Regions from separate parts of the Rattus norvegicus genome. Here region 2 is linked to region 1. The links are chromatin contacts, called in public Hi-C maps. All regions are on one chromosome and are shown on one strand. The core of a region is the stretch at or near the end of the contact, and the rest is flanking DNA. Distances in the headings are between cores, read along the strand shown.

Evidence for each region. A called contact is a pair of places that touch in the nucleus more often than the background predicts.
Region 2: a Hi-C map of Schwann cells shows a contact between it and region 1, with 5 times the contacts expected there. The contact joins two enhancer-like sites. A contact is called at or near these places in 3 of 12 Hi-C or Micro-C datasets (Schwann cells, frontal cortex and mammary epithelial cells) and 1 of 1 datasets of contacts at active chromatin or transcription factors (oligodendrocytes).

The regions. Positions count from the first base shown.
Region 1 is chr7:97,910,394-97,916,317 of GRCr8, reverse strand. The region is part of intron 2 of Asap1 (ArfGAP with SH3 domain, ankyrin repeat and PH domain 1); the gene reads left to right. Among named protein-coding and RNA genes, the nearest start is that of Asap1, 69 kb to the left of the region's middle. Within about 2 kb of position 3,312, at least 3 of the 93 cell types and tissues checked have an H3K27ac peak or open chromatin away from gene starts, as enhancers often do.
Region 2 is chr7:98,240,515-98,246,438 of GRCr8, reverse strand. No RefSeq gene overlaps it. Among named protein-coding and RNA genes, the nearest start is that of Asap1, 260 kb to the right of the region's middle. Within about 2 kb of position 3,033, at least 8 of the 93 cell types and tissues checked have an H3K27ac peak or open chromatin away from gene starts, as enhancers often do.

The DNA of each region.
Region 1 (5,924 bases), core at 2,063-4,562:
ACTAAGTGCTATCTGCTGAAGTTAAAGCCAAACCGGTCCACCCAAGATAAGAAGAAACCGGGATCTCATATAAATAGCTCGCCATTTTTTTTTTTCAGGGCTGTGTTTCTTTTGCAGAAACACAATAAAGGCTTAAGATCCCAGACTTCTATAGAGTGTTAGATTTTAGGAATCCTATAAAACACCACAATTTTTCTTCTCTGGAGGTTGGTTTGCTTATATTGGAAATGATGTATCTCATAAAAAAAAATAAAAGGAACCAGTATAGTTCAAAACACATTTATGGGAAGCCTGCAGGGACCTGTACTAGGCAGAACCTTCTGTAGGGAAAAAAGACCTGCAGGGTTTGGAGTCAGACAGATTGAAAAGCATCAGTCAACTCATTACCTGTTCACCTTGAGCAGACTGTGTATCTCCAGTTCTCACAGCTAGAGACGTGCCAGATCACTATGTTCTTAGGAAGGTTTCAGGGGACAGTGCTTATTTATACAATGTCAAGCCTGCATCACCAGGATCCTGTCCTTTCTTTAATTCCTGAGGGACATAGATGAGACCGAGAAGGACAGGGCTTCCTGGGCATTGACAATCTGGAACTTGGTAGTATAGGAAACTCAATAGGAAGATCTGAGTTCTCTCCAAGCCCTAACATTTACTGAGCTACTTGTCACTGTGGGAAGTTTACAGTGTACCTGAATCTGAAGTCTGTTGGAACTGAGCTAGTATTGCTCTATGTTTTATGACAGAGGGATCCGGCTGTTGTTGAGAATACTCATGTGCAGACTAATCCCTAATCAATAGAGACAGGAACTGTTTTCAACACCAGTCAAGCTTGCATTTGAAACTGGACTCACAGAGGAGGGAAACCCATGTGAACTGTGGCAGGGGAATTTTCCTGGGCTTCTGGGACCTCTCACGGTCTCTGATCACTCTGTGGAACAGTGGCTGACCACCAGGGCCTGCAGAACACTGGCTGACCACCAGGGCCTGTTTCAGAATCCATCAGGGTGACCTTTGAGCTTCAGTGTCCCCTGTAGGTAAGTTGGGAATAGCCTCTGCCCACTGTACATAATTGCCAAGTTAAATGGGATCCTGACTGCAACCCAAGGTGCACGGTGGGATTGTAGTTGTTGATCATAAGCCCTCTTTTGCAAGACAGAAATCTAGTCCTCCGTTCATTCACTTGATACTCATGCTTTGAGCTTTGGGTTCTGAGTATTCTGCATGCTTTTTCTCTCCTAACACCTTTAGAGAGAACAGTAGGAAACAGAAAGGTAGAATAGAAGGGTTTTTTTTGTCTCCAAACAAACCATGTTCTGCTCTTGCTGAGAACACTCTAGCGGTTTTATGTGACATGTTTAAATTAAGTTAAGCACAATCAGAAATAGAACAGGCTTTAGAAATATATTACATGAAATTGTACAAGTGCACTTGGGAAACACTTGTAGAAAGAACGCGAAGAAAACCGCCTTTCTTTCAGGGAGAATATGGTAACATGAGCCTAATAGAATAACACACGTAGTTAGACACATCACTGTTGCCTGGGGAGGACTTTCCCTCCCTGCAGTATTTCTTTAAGCTGATAGAAAACAGATCTGAGTTAACAAGTGAACTGCGTAAGGTTTCCTCAGGTACCTGTGATGGAATAGTGCATCCAGGATAGCATCACTATCTAAGGCCATACAGTAAAAGAGACCAATTTTGCAGGCCCACAAGGCTCAAGAGTAAAATCTTGTAGTTTGATTTCATTGTTTTTCTGCTCCTGTTACTGTGGCTGCTCCTTAGGACTAAGTGAAGGTTTTAGTCACTACATGCAGAGCACTAGTGCAGTGCCTGGCTAGGGATGGGTGCTTAAGTAGTAGGGTCCTGACCTTTACTCCAGTCTTGGTTTTCTCCATGGTAAACTTTGGATAATTAAAACTTGCATATGAAGTTGCCAAAAGGGTTCAAAAAGGGAACACAAGCTAGAAATACCAGAATTTCTATCTCCACATACAGGTTGTGTGTGTGTGTGTGTGTGTGTGTGTGTGTGTGTGTGTGTGTGTGTGTGTCCCATTTCTGTGTTTACAGTTATGGAAACCAAGACTCAGAGAAGTGAATCACTTTAATAAGGTCTGATAGCTGATGTGTGGCAGAGATATGAGCCCAAGTCATTCACATTTGAAAGTCACTCATAAATCATTGCTCCTTCCTGAGAATGGAATTCTTTGTTATATCCCCTAGAAGTTGTCTGGCTTAAAACATCCTTCTTTAGTTTGACCTTTGGTTCTAAGAAATTATTTGTGTGTTTCTGTATGTCTAGATACATATGTGGCTGTGTATGTGCGCGGTCAGAGGACAATTTGAGAGTGCTGTTCTCTACCCCTACCGTGGGTTCCACAGATTGAATCCAAGCTGTCAAGAGTTGGTGGCAAGGACTTAACTCTCTGGGCCATCTCATGGTGGCCCTCAATGATTGTTTCCCATCCTGACTGGAATTGATCCTCTTTGACCTTCTTGTTCACTTAACTTCCAAAATCTAGACTGATCACTAGGAAGTCTGGCCTCTTACAAGAATAAGCAAATCTTCCAAAGACTACTTCTTCCCACATCCGGGATTCCAGATTCTGGGAGTGTAGTCGTTCCTCCCTCTTACCTCCTCCCATCCTCCAGGTAACTAATTTAGAGATATCTGAGTTGCGGAATGAACGGAGATGCATTTATAGTCCTGCTTCATACAAGAGACGTTCAAAGAGAATAAACTCTGTGTCAACATCTTTACCTGCATCTTTTCTCATTTCTACTAACAATCTGATTGCCCTGATTTTACACACGAGAAAACAAGGCCAGGGGCAGAGTGGAGAAACTCAAGTTCCAGAAACTTGAAGCATTTTTCCTTTGCTGGTCCCACAAGGGATTTGATGAGTGCAGTGGCTGGCTAACGCTGTGGCTCAGAGTAGCAATGGGTTTCCAGGCTTCGAGAGCACCTTTGACTACCCACCTCCAGTTCTCCCAGTTTGGACCGCTGTCAGTCATCCTGCAAGCGAGCTCCTTTGGTTCCATAGTAGATGGGAGAGTGAAGCTTGTGAGTGGAAATATGACTCAGAGTCAATTCCCAGGTGACAGTGGTCAGCCCTGCTAATGCTGTCCAGAACAAGCTTGTACCTCTTGGTGCTTCAATTCAAGGACACAAAGCACCCTTGCAGGACGACTCTCTTGCCGCTGGGAGCAGTGCTTAGCAGAATGAGAGGCCTGGGGTAATAAACAGTCTTTGAGGGGGATTATAATGACGACAGTGTGGATGGTGCTTGCTTTATATAAGCTGAGTTCACAGAAGCTCGAGTCTATGTGCACGTGTTTTTTCTGGCTTTGGAGAGGATAAGTGTGTATTTCTGGGTAGCTCCCTGTAAAGAAACCCAGCCTTTCAGCTTTGCCCACGCCAGACTCTATTTGCTTTTAGATATCCAGGAATGGTGTTCAGGGTATTTGAGAGAACGGGAGGTACAGATGGTTTGCACTAGGGCATGGTCTCAAATTTAAAGAGGATTATGGTCCATGAACCCCAGAAATGGTGGGTTGAGGTGCGAAGCTTTGAAATTCTAATTGCAGAGCAGTCTAAGGAGGGATATACTTACCAGAGCACAATATCGCATTGTTCATATATTCCTCTCTTGGCTGGAGGAGGCAGGGGAGGAGCAGGTACATAACATAATCTTCGGAGGAAACTGAAACAGCATTGGATGGTGGTGGTTTGCGCTCTCTGGTGAATTCAGTCAGGAGAGAAATCCCTGGCTGTTTACTATTGCTGAGCTTAGCTTGCTGTAATACTCTTTACCTTTTCATCTTCAGAGCCAGGTGTACGCAGAAATCAGCTCCCGCTGGCAGGGCTCTGTGTGGTCATTTTTGACATACCTACCCTCTTATTTTAAGTCATGTCGCCCAAACCCAAGGTATCTGTATTAGAGAAGGCTCTGGAATCCAGGGCCTCTGGAAACAGACACACTTTTTCACTAAGTCTAGGCTCTGAACAACAGTTCATTCATATTTACTACTTATGACCCATTCAGAGGAGTGTTACCAGCCCAGTAGAAGGGGCAGGTACTAGATGACAGCTCTGAAGGTTGGGGGAAGGGGGAGAGGAGAGATACTGTACTTGCCAATACCAAAACCCAGACTGGCTTTTGGAGGAAAGTCCCAGTGTTTACTGGTTTGCTCTTGGTACTTTATGGGAGAGCATGAGATTACCAAGGCTCAGGGAGCTTAATTAGTCCAAGCTAATAAGGGTCATATTTGTTCCAACTTAGAGAATTTTCTAGATGCTGTGAGAAGTGAGGTTGGATTCCCTTCTGGGTTGTTCATACCTCAAAAGCTACATTTTGCAACCATGGCAACCAGTGTCCCTGCAGGCCTGGATGGTCAGCTGCCAATCTCCTCCTGCCTATTTTCTCCCTGAGAGCTTCACCCTCCAGGTATCCCAAAGCAAACTTTTAAAATTCTGAGGGAAGAAAGTACTCTTGTTTTATGTTTACCTCTTTATTCGCTGGTTTTTAATAGGAATGTCTCTAAGGGTCATTTTCTCACACTTTGCCAGGGAAGTGTCTCTTTGTGCTCATTCCCTTAGCAAGTTCCTTTATTTAGCAGGCTGAAACACTTCCCTGCATTAGAAAGCACTGGTAAGAACTTCAACAGATGCACAGTGCAGACCCAACTCGGCCAGGCCAGGGCGATAAACAGCACACATTTTAAACCATTTTTCCTATGCAGGAAGCAACCCCCCCTCAATGAACGTTTACTCAGTCTCCTGAGTGAGTGTCCCTGTCTTTACTTGCATGGGAGGCAATTGGCAGCCCAAGATTCTCAGCCAAGAGGGTACCAAGCGGTTTATTCATTCTTTTCTGCTCATTTTGGCGGAACCTTCTCTGAGCATGGTTTATGTATGGCTCTGTCATTTTCATACATATATCTCCTACTTCTCTGTATTGCCTATTGGTTTGATCCTCTGCTGCAGAGCAAATTCCAAGACAGCGGGAATGTTGCCTTTGCTGACATCCCTCATCTCAGAACTTGTCAGTTTATGGGGCGAACTATTTCCTTTTGACATGCAATCTTCCCCTTCCTGCGGTTCCCCATGAAAGACAAGTCCTTACAGTGGGTCCCCGAGCCACACGTGGACAGAAAAGCCAGTGAACACAACCTCTAGCTATATCCGATGGTAAGCAGGCAGGTCTGAGTGGGCCACAGTGCTCGCCTTCCAAAGTAGCTTGCACAGAAACCAGCCACAAGCTTTCAACGGCTCCTATAGGCCAATCCCAAGGGTGGTTTTTGTTGTACTGTTCTCAATATCTTCCAGTGAATGGTGAGAAATTAAACGGGTATTTTGGACTAACAACACTAGACATCTTGATAGGGCTGAATAGGTACTTTTCTCAAAGAAATTTAGTTCCTGCTTAGCAGGGAAGAGCATTTGCACCTGAAAAATACTTTTTTTGCATCTCCTGATCCTCAGCGGTCCTCTGGGGTAGGAAAAACCCAATTGCACATGGACAGATGAAAGTATTTTAAAACAACCCTTCCTGTCTCCTCTGCACAAGGCACAGCATTGGCGTTCAGAGGGCATCAGGGCTGCGCCCCCATTCCTCGGCCCGCGCAGGAGGGAGACGGTTTTCCGGGCCTCGCTTCCTGCACCCACTCGGGACTAAAAAAGAACACGAACAACTTTTTTTTTTTTTTTGGTCCCTCTCTTGCAAAAACGCTCGCGTAACCAGCTCGCTGAAGTAACCGCTCTGGGGGCGGCCGAGTGTGTGTGTGGGGCGCGGTTCCGGAGCCCCACAGGCACGAGCACTAGCGCGGGCGGCTGCGAGGTGGAGGCCGCGCGCGGGCCGGGAGGTGTCGGGGGAGAGGGGCGGGGCGGGCGCGGCGCGTGCGCAGAGCACTTCCGTGTTTGTTCC
Region 2 (5,924 bases), core at 1,784-4,283, 330 kb before region 1:
TGGAGTTCAAGCTGTGATTTTGCCATTTGTTCCCTGTTTAATTGAGTTGAAAATTACATACTATGTGTCTTTCATGGTGTCTGGCCCAGGCATGCTAACATCTACACTAATGTTCAAAAAGCTTCAGCCATCAAATCCTCCGAGACATCATGGAAGCATGAGAGAGGACTGTGAAAGCTTCGCCGAGACAAAGGGAGAGAATGGTTCATTTGTGCCAAGGGGGAGTGGTCTGCACTGTTGATTGGATAGTGACCGGCCAGGGGAGTGGCCTGCACTGGTGATTGAATAGTGATGGGTATAGGAGAGGGACAGAGAGAGCAAGCAGTCCAGATGGAGGGAGAAAATACCAGAGGAATGAGTAATCCTATGAGAATAACAACTTGGATTCAGAAGACAGGGAAGAAAGTGACCGGCAAGGGGCCAGGAAACTAAAGCCCCCGTTTGCCAAGACAGCTTGAGGGAAAGACTTCAAAAGACTTAGCTGGAGAGATCAGTAAGGGTTGATCTGTGCGAGTACAAGGGAGGGGACAGGCTCACCTAAGCAGCCATCTTGGTGATAAGGGTAGGAAGGAGGTGCAGGAGTAAGAGACCCTCAGGAGAGCACTGAGTTCCCTCACTCAGATGAGGGAAAGAAAGATGAGGACAATGAATGAGATTCAAGAGCAAGCCAAGTGTCTAGTCTGGAATGTAAAGGAAGTGAACTGCAAAGAGCAGGGAGACAAACCTAAGTTATTTTTTTCTTCAATAATTTATTTTTTATTCACTTTACATTCCCCCCTCCTTCCTTTCTTCCCAGTCCCACCTTCACAAATCCCTCCTCCACTGTCCCCTCCCCTTCTCCTCAAAGAACAGGGAGCCTCCCTTGGGTACCACCCCACCCTGGGCCATCCAGTCCCAGCAGGACTAAACGCCTCCTCTCCCACTGAGACCCAACCAAGCAGTCCAGTTAGGGGAAGGTGATCCAAAAGGAGGTAACAGAGTCATAAATAGCCCCTGCACTATTTATTAAGGGGCCCACATGAAGACCAAGCTGGACATATGCTACACATATGCAAAGGGTCTAGGTCCAGCCACTGCATGCTCTTTGGTTAGTGGCCCAATCTCTGTAAGCTCCCCTGAGTCCAGGTTCATTGACACTGTAGGCCTTTGTGTGGTGTCTTTGACCCCTCCTGCCAGTTCAATTCTGTTCCCCACTCTTCCACAACATTCTCAGAGGCCCCTCCTGATCTTTGGCTGTATTTCTCTGCATCTGTTTTCATCCACTGCTGGGATGAAGCTTCTCAAGAGACAGTTATGCCAGGCTCCTGTCTACAAGTATAGCAGAGCATCATTAATAGTGTCTGGGCTTGGCTATCACATGCACTGGGTCTCAAGCTGGTTGGCTCTTCCCCTCAGTCTCTACTGCATTTTTATCCCTGCACAGCTTATAGACAAATTGATGTCCCCATCCCGCCTTTGGAAGTTCTTCCTCTATACAGGAGGTTGAGAAGGTAAAAACTGTTGAGAGAGTTGTCAGAGCACTATGGGCTTGACCAGGATAAAGAGGTGGGTTGTATGACAACATAAAGGCATGTGAAGGACCCGAGATTAACTTGGTGATAGAGCATACATATGGCCCTATGCCCAAACCGCAGAGTAAACCAGTGAGACTCACCGAGAGAGGGAGAGGGAGGCAGGAGATATGAAAGGAGAGGAGAAGAGAAGAGCAAATGAGAGGGAAAGGAAGCAGAGAAAGAGAATATATATTTAATCCCTTGTTCTAGGTCTACTCTCTTGGAATTCCCCATATTAAGCTCAAGGCTATAGTCCACAATCTATGGTAACAATATGATTCATGGTGGGTGATATGATTCATGGTGGGGGACATACCACCACCTTGAAGACTGGGGTTTCAAGTCATGAAATTTGGTCTTTGAGGAACATTTGATCAATACCATTATAATGACGATGATGTTGGTAATAATTACAGCATCGTTGAGTCCTGTGAGAACTTCTGGGAAATAACACAGCCTGAAAGTCCTGGAAACTTCCTAACAGGTAGAGAAATGCAATGCCCATAGAAGCTGGAAGTCTGTTCAGGCAGGAACACGAATAATACCCAGCACTGTGCTGATAGCATAACTGATGTTGTCTTTTATAAACCTCAAGTAAGCCATCGTTTAAGAATAATTGCTTCTGTTTTGTAGGTGAGAGAGAATCATACGTGTGTGTCAACTGATGAGCCCAATACCTCACAATTATTATTCAAACCAGCTCCTCTGACTTCCAAGCAGATGCTGCCAAAATTGGGTGCACAATGAGGAACAAAGTTAATGCTGAATTTTTTAAATATTTATTTATTTATTTATTATATACAAATACAGTGTAGCTGTCTTTAGACACATCAGAAGAGGACATCAGACCTCATTACAGATGGTTGTGACCACCGTGTGGCTGCTGGGATTTCATCTCAGGACCTCTGGAAGAGCAGTCGGTGCTCTTAACTACTGAGCCATCTCTCCAGCCCTAATGCTGAATTTTTAACAATAGAGGTTTTTTTTTTTCATCTTGTTCGTTTTTCTGGTCTCCATATATCCTGGTATCCTGTGTTCCTATCCCTGCATTTGAGCAGCAGGTAAAACATTCAATGCTTATTGGATGATAAGAAAGATAACCCAGGGGGAAGAAAAACAAACAATGCACTCTGCTTTAAAAGCCTGACCCTCTTACAAAGACAAAAGGGCCTGTGTGGTGTGCAGTGAGCATGGACTGTGTTTCAGGCTCTCTGAGACCACAGGAAGCAGTTTGCCTGGACTGGAATAAGGACACAGAATTTATTAAAATGAGTGTCTTTTGTTTGCCCCAGGATAGCCTATGTGACAGTGAGATTGCCCACAGGTCAAAGCTCAGAATTCTTTGGAAGCAGAGGGGACATCTGTGCATTGGATGCATGTGTCTGTGAGGAAGCCAACCGAGTCCCCAAGTCTCACTGTGTCATCAGGCAGCAGAACGAGTCTGGAAATGGCTGTTCCTTTACAGCAGAATGAGGCCAAAACCAGTCATGTGTTCTCTGTCCCTAGCCAAAGGAGACTGACTCATGATCAGAGGCAGGAGAGGACACGGGCTGAAGCACAGATGGGAACATCACCTCTGGCAATAACAACACAGAATGCCTCTGCTCAGCACCTTAGAGATCAACAAAACGCAGGATCTGAGCTGCATCTCCTGACAAAAATGCCCAAAGGGGCTGAAATCATGCAATCACCTCTCTAGCCAGCAACAGCTTGAAATCAAAACTAGATTCCCCTGGGGAAATAAGCAAAGATCATTGCATTTCTAGCACATCTGAGGACATGGACCTAGACTGGTACCTGCTGCTCAGGCGTCTATAATTGGGGGGTCACCGTTTGGTGTTCCCTGGGGTTTCAGCACAATTCTACACAAGCACCACGGTGCCACATGGATGTCTTCATCAGCTGTTCTTTGAAGCAGATGGATCTACTGTGGGTGAGATCCCATAGGTAGCAACACTTCTGTTTAGTCTGCCAGGTCTTAGAAGTGGGTGTTTCTGCTACCACAGTCATGGTTTGCAATGGAGTCCTCTGCTGGACCATCTAAAGAGAGGCTGTCAGCACTGTGGATGGCTCCCTCAGAAGTAGGTGTTGTAGGGACCATATACCTGGACCATGGCAAATCTCTGCTGTGGCTGGGATTAGGACCTTGGCTGAGTAAGTCAGTCTTAGCTTTGGTTTCCTGTCCTAGAATAGATCTGATCATTTCTTCACTGATTAGTCACAGGCGTGAAGTGAGGAAGACAGGAGAGCCAAGATGGGAAAGGCTCAAAGGTGCAAAGGACCAGAGAGTAGCGTGACACAGTCCCGTTGTCCCCCTTTAGATCCTTCACACCTCTGCCTGCCATAAATTTCAAGGCTGCACCTTCCTTATTGGACCATGCATGCCTTCCCTAGAAGATCTCTCCAGTCTGCAAATTTCTTATATAAACCCGAGAAAACCTTCCCATAATATATATTGCCCCACAGGACTGACCCTATGTCCCTTTCTCCAACAGGGTAACCTGTCACACTTTCCCCCTGGACAGACCCACACTCTGTTCTTTCACTCACAGATCTTCTGGGTTTATTCTTGCTGTGCAAACACTGTTCCCACTGGCCTTTCACACTGACTGCTTCAAGCAGGGCACACATTAGAATTCAAGAGTCAACCTTAGCCCACAAAAAAATAAAACAGCCTTATTCGACTACATTGTTAGCATGTGCACCACCTCATTACTACCTGAATCACAATTGTTGGCAATATTTAAAACTGAATCCGGTAAGATCCTTGCACAGTGACAATGCCTTGTCTCTCCAAGCCCCGTGGTTCTTCTAGCCTCAGCTCTACCCTCTCTGCCTAGGCCCTTTGGGTTCCTACTACTCTCTCATTTCCCTTTGCTCTAATTCCATGCACCTACTTTAAAACACCTACTACATATTACAAAACATACAAGCAACGGCTTGTTTGGTCCACTTCAACAATCTGCAATAGCTGCCCTTTGTCCCTGTGTTTTGTACAGAAGTTGAAAGTCTAGGGATAAGTGTCTGCTCAACTAACACAGCCAGCAAAACAACCCTTCTTTTCTAGCCTCAAACCAGACCCAAGGCTATCCCATCATGCCAGTCACTTGCTTAACTTCCAATGAGTAATTCAGACTCTCGGATACTTTGAGAATAGAGAGGAGGCATCCTGATCAAGAGGTTTCAAGTGTCCCAGTCTCCGGAAAACAGGGGTGTGAAAGAATGACCTCCAACGGTTCCTCATATATTTATCTACTTGGTTACCAGTTGGAGAAACATCTCAGGGAGGATTAGGAGGTGTGACTTTATTGGATGAGGTGTGTCACTGGCAGTGGGCTTTGAGGTTTCTTACGTGTCGACAACATTCTCATGCTTGTGAGTCAAGATGTAAGCACTTAGCTACTGCTCTAGCTCCATGCCCTACCTTCTGCCCTGATCCCAACTATGATGGCTATGGACTCACCCTCCGAAACTGCCAGCCCCCAAAATAAACACTTTCGTTTATAAGTTACATTGGTTCTGTTATTTTAGCATAGCAACAGAAAAGCAACTAAGACAAAAAGGTTTCCCTCCTTAGTAAACAAACGCAGTTGACACGTCAGCTGTGTGTTTCACATGGTCGGTCTAAGCAGGAGCCCCCATTCTGTAGGGTAAAGCCTATCATTGAGCCTTTTAGGCAAAATCCAAGACCTCTGCATAAAAAGACATTTGTTTAACTTGGAAGACCAGAACCCTTCATGGCTCTGTGCCTCACTTCCTGCAATATGACTCTACACACCACATGCTTCCCCCCATTTGATACTCATTCCCATGCCTGCCTAAAATATCCTTGGTAACAGCACTCTCACTCTCATTTTCTATGTAAGGGAGTGGAGTCTGAGGGTGAGATGCTCACAATTAATGGCAGAACCTTTGGGATGGATGAAACTTGGTTTCCAAAATGTGTTGTTAGTAGGCTAGATGGTTACTAACCATCATTGGTTAGCAGGTTTGCTAACTGAGGCTAAAAGAAATTTGTGCTCCAAAGTCTTAACACTAAGGTAGAATGATTCCATGCTTTTAAACTTCAGATTTAATTGACTTCTGGGACCAGATTGGTCACCAGCCGTTAAGCATTCAGCACTTTCGCTCCAAAAGAATATAACTAAAAGGTTTTATCACTGTATATAACCATCAGAGATCACTGGGGAATAGAGAAGAAAATCTAACGATGCCATGGTATCACCATGGTTACTGAAGAAGAGGATACGGGAAATGATAGATAAGATGAACTCCTGATCTTTCCCAGAAATAGATGGTCATAGAAGACCTGCATCCAAATTATGGCACAGCAATCCTTACCACTCTGCCTTTCCAGGACAGCACCTCATA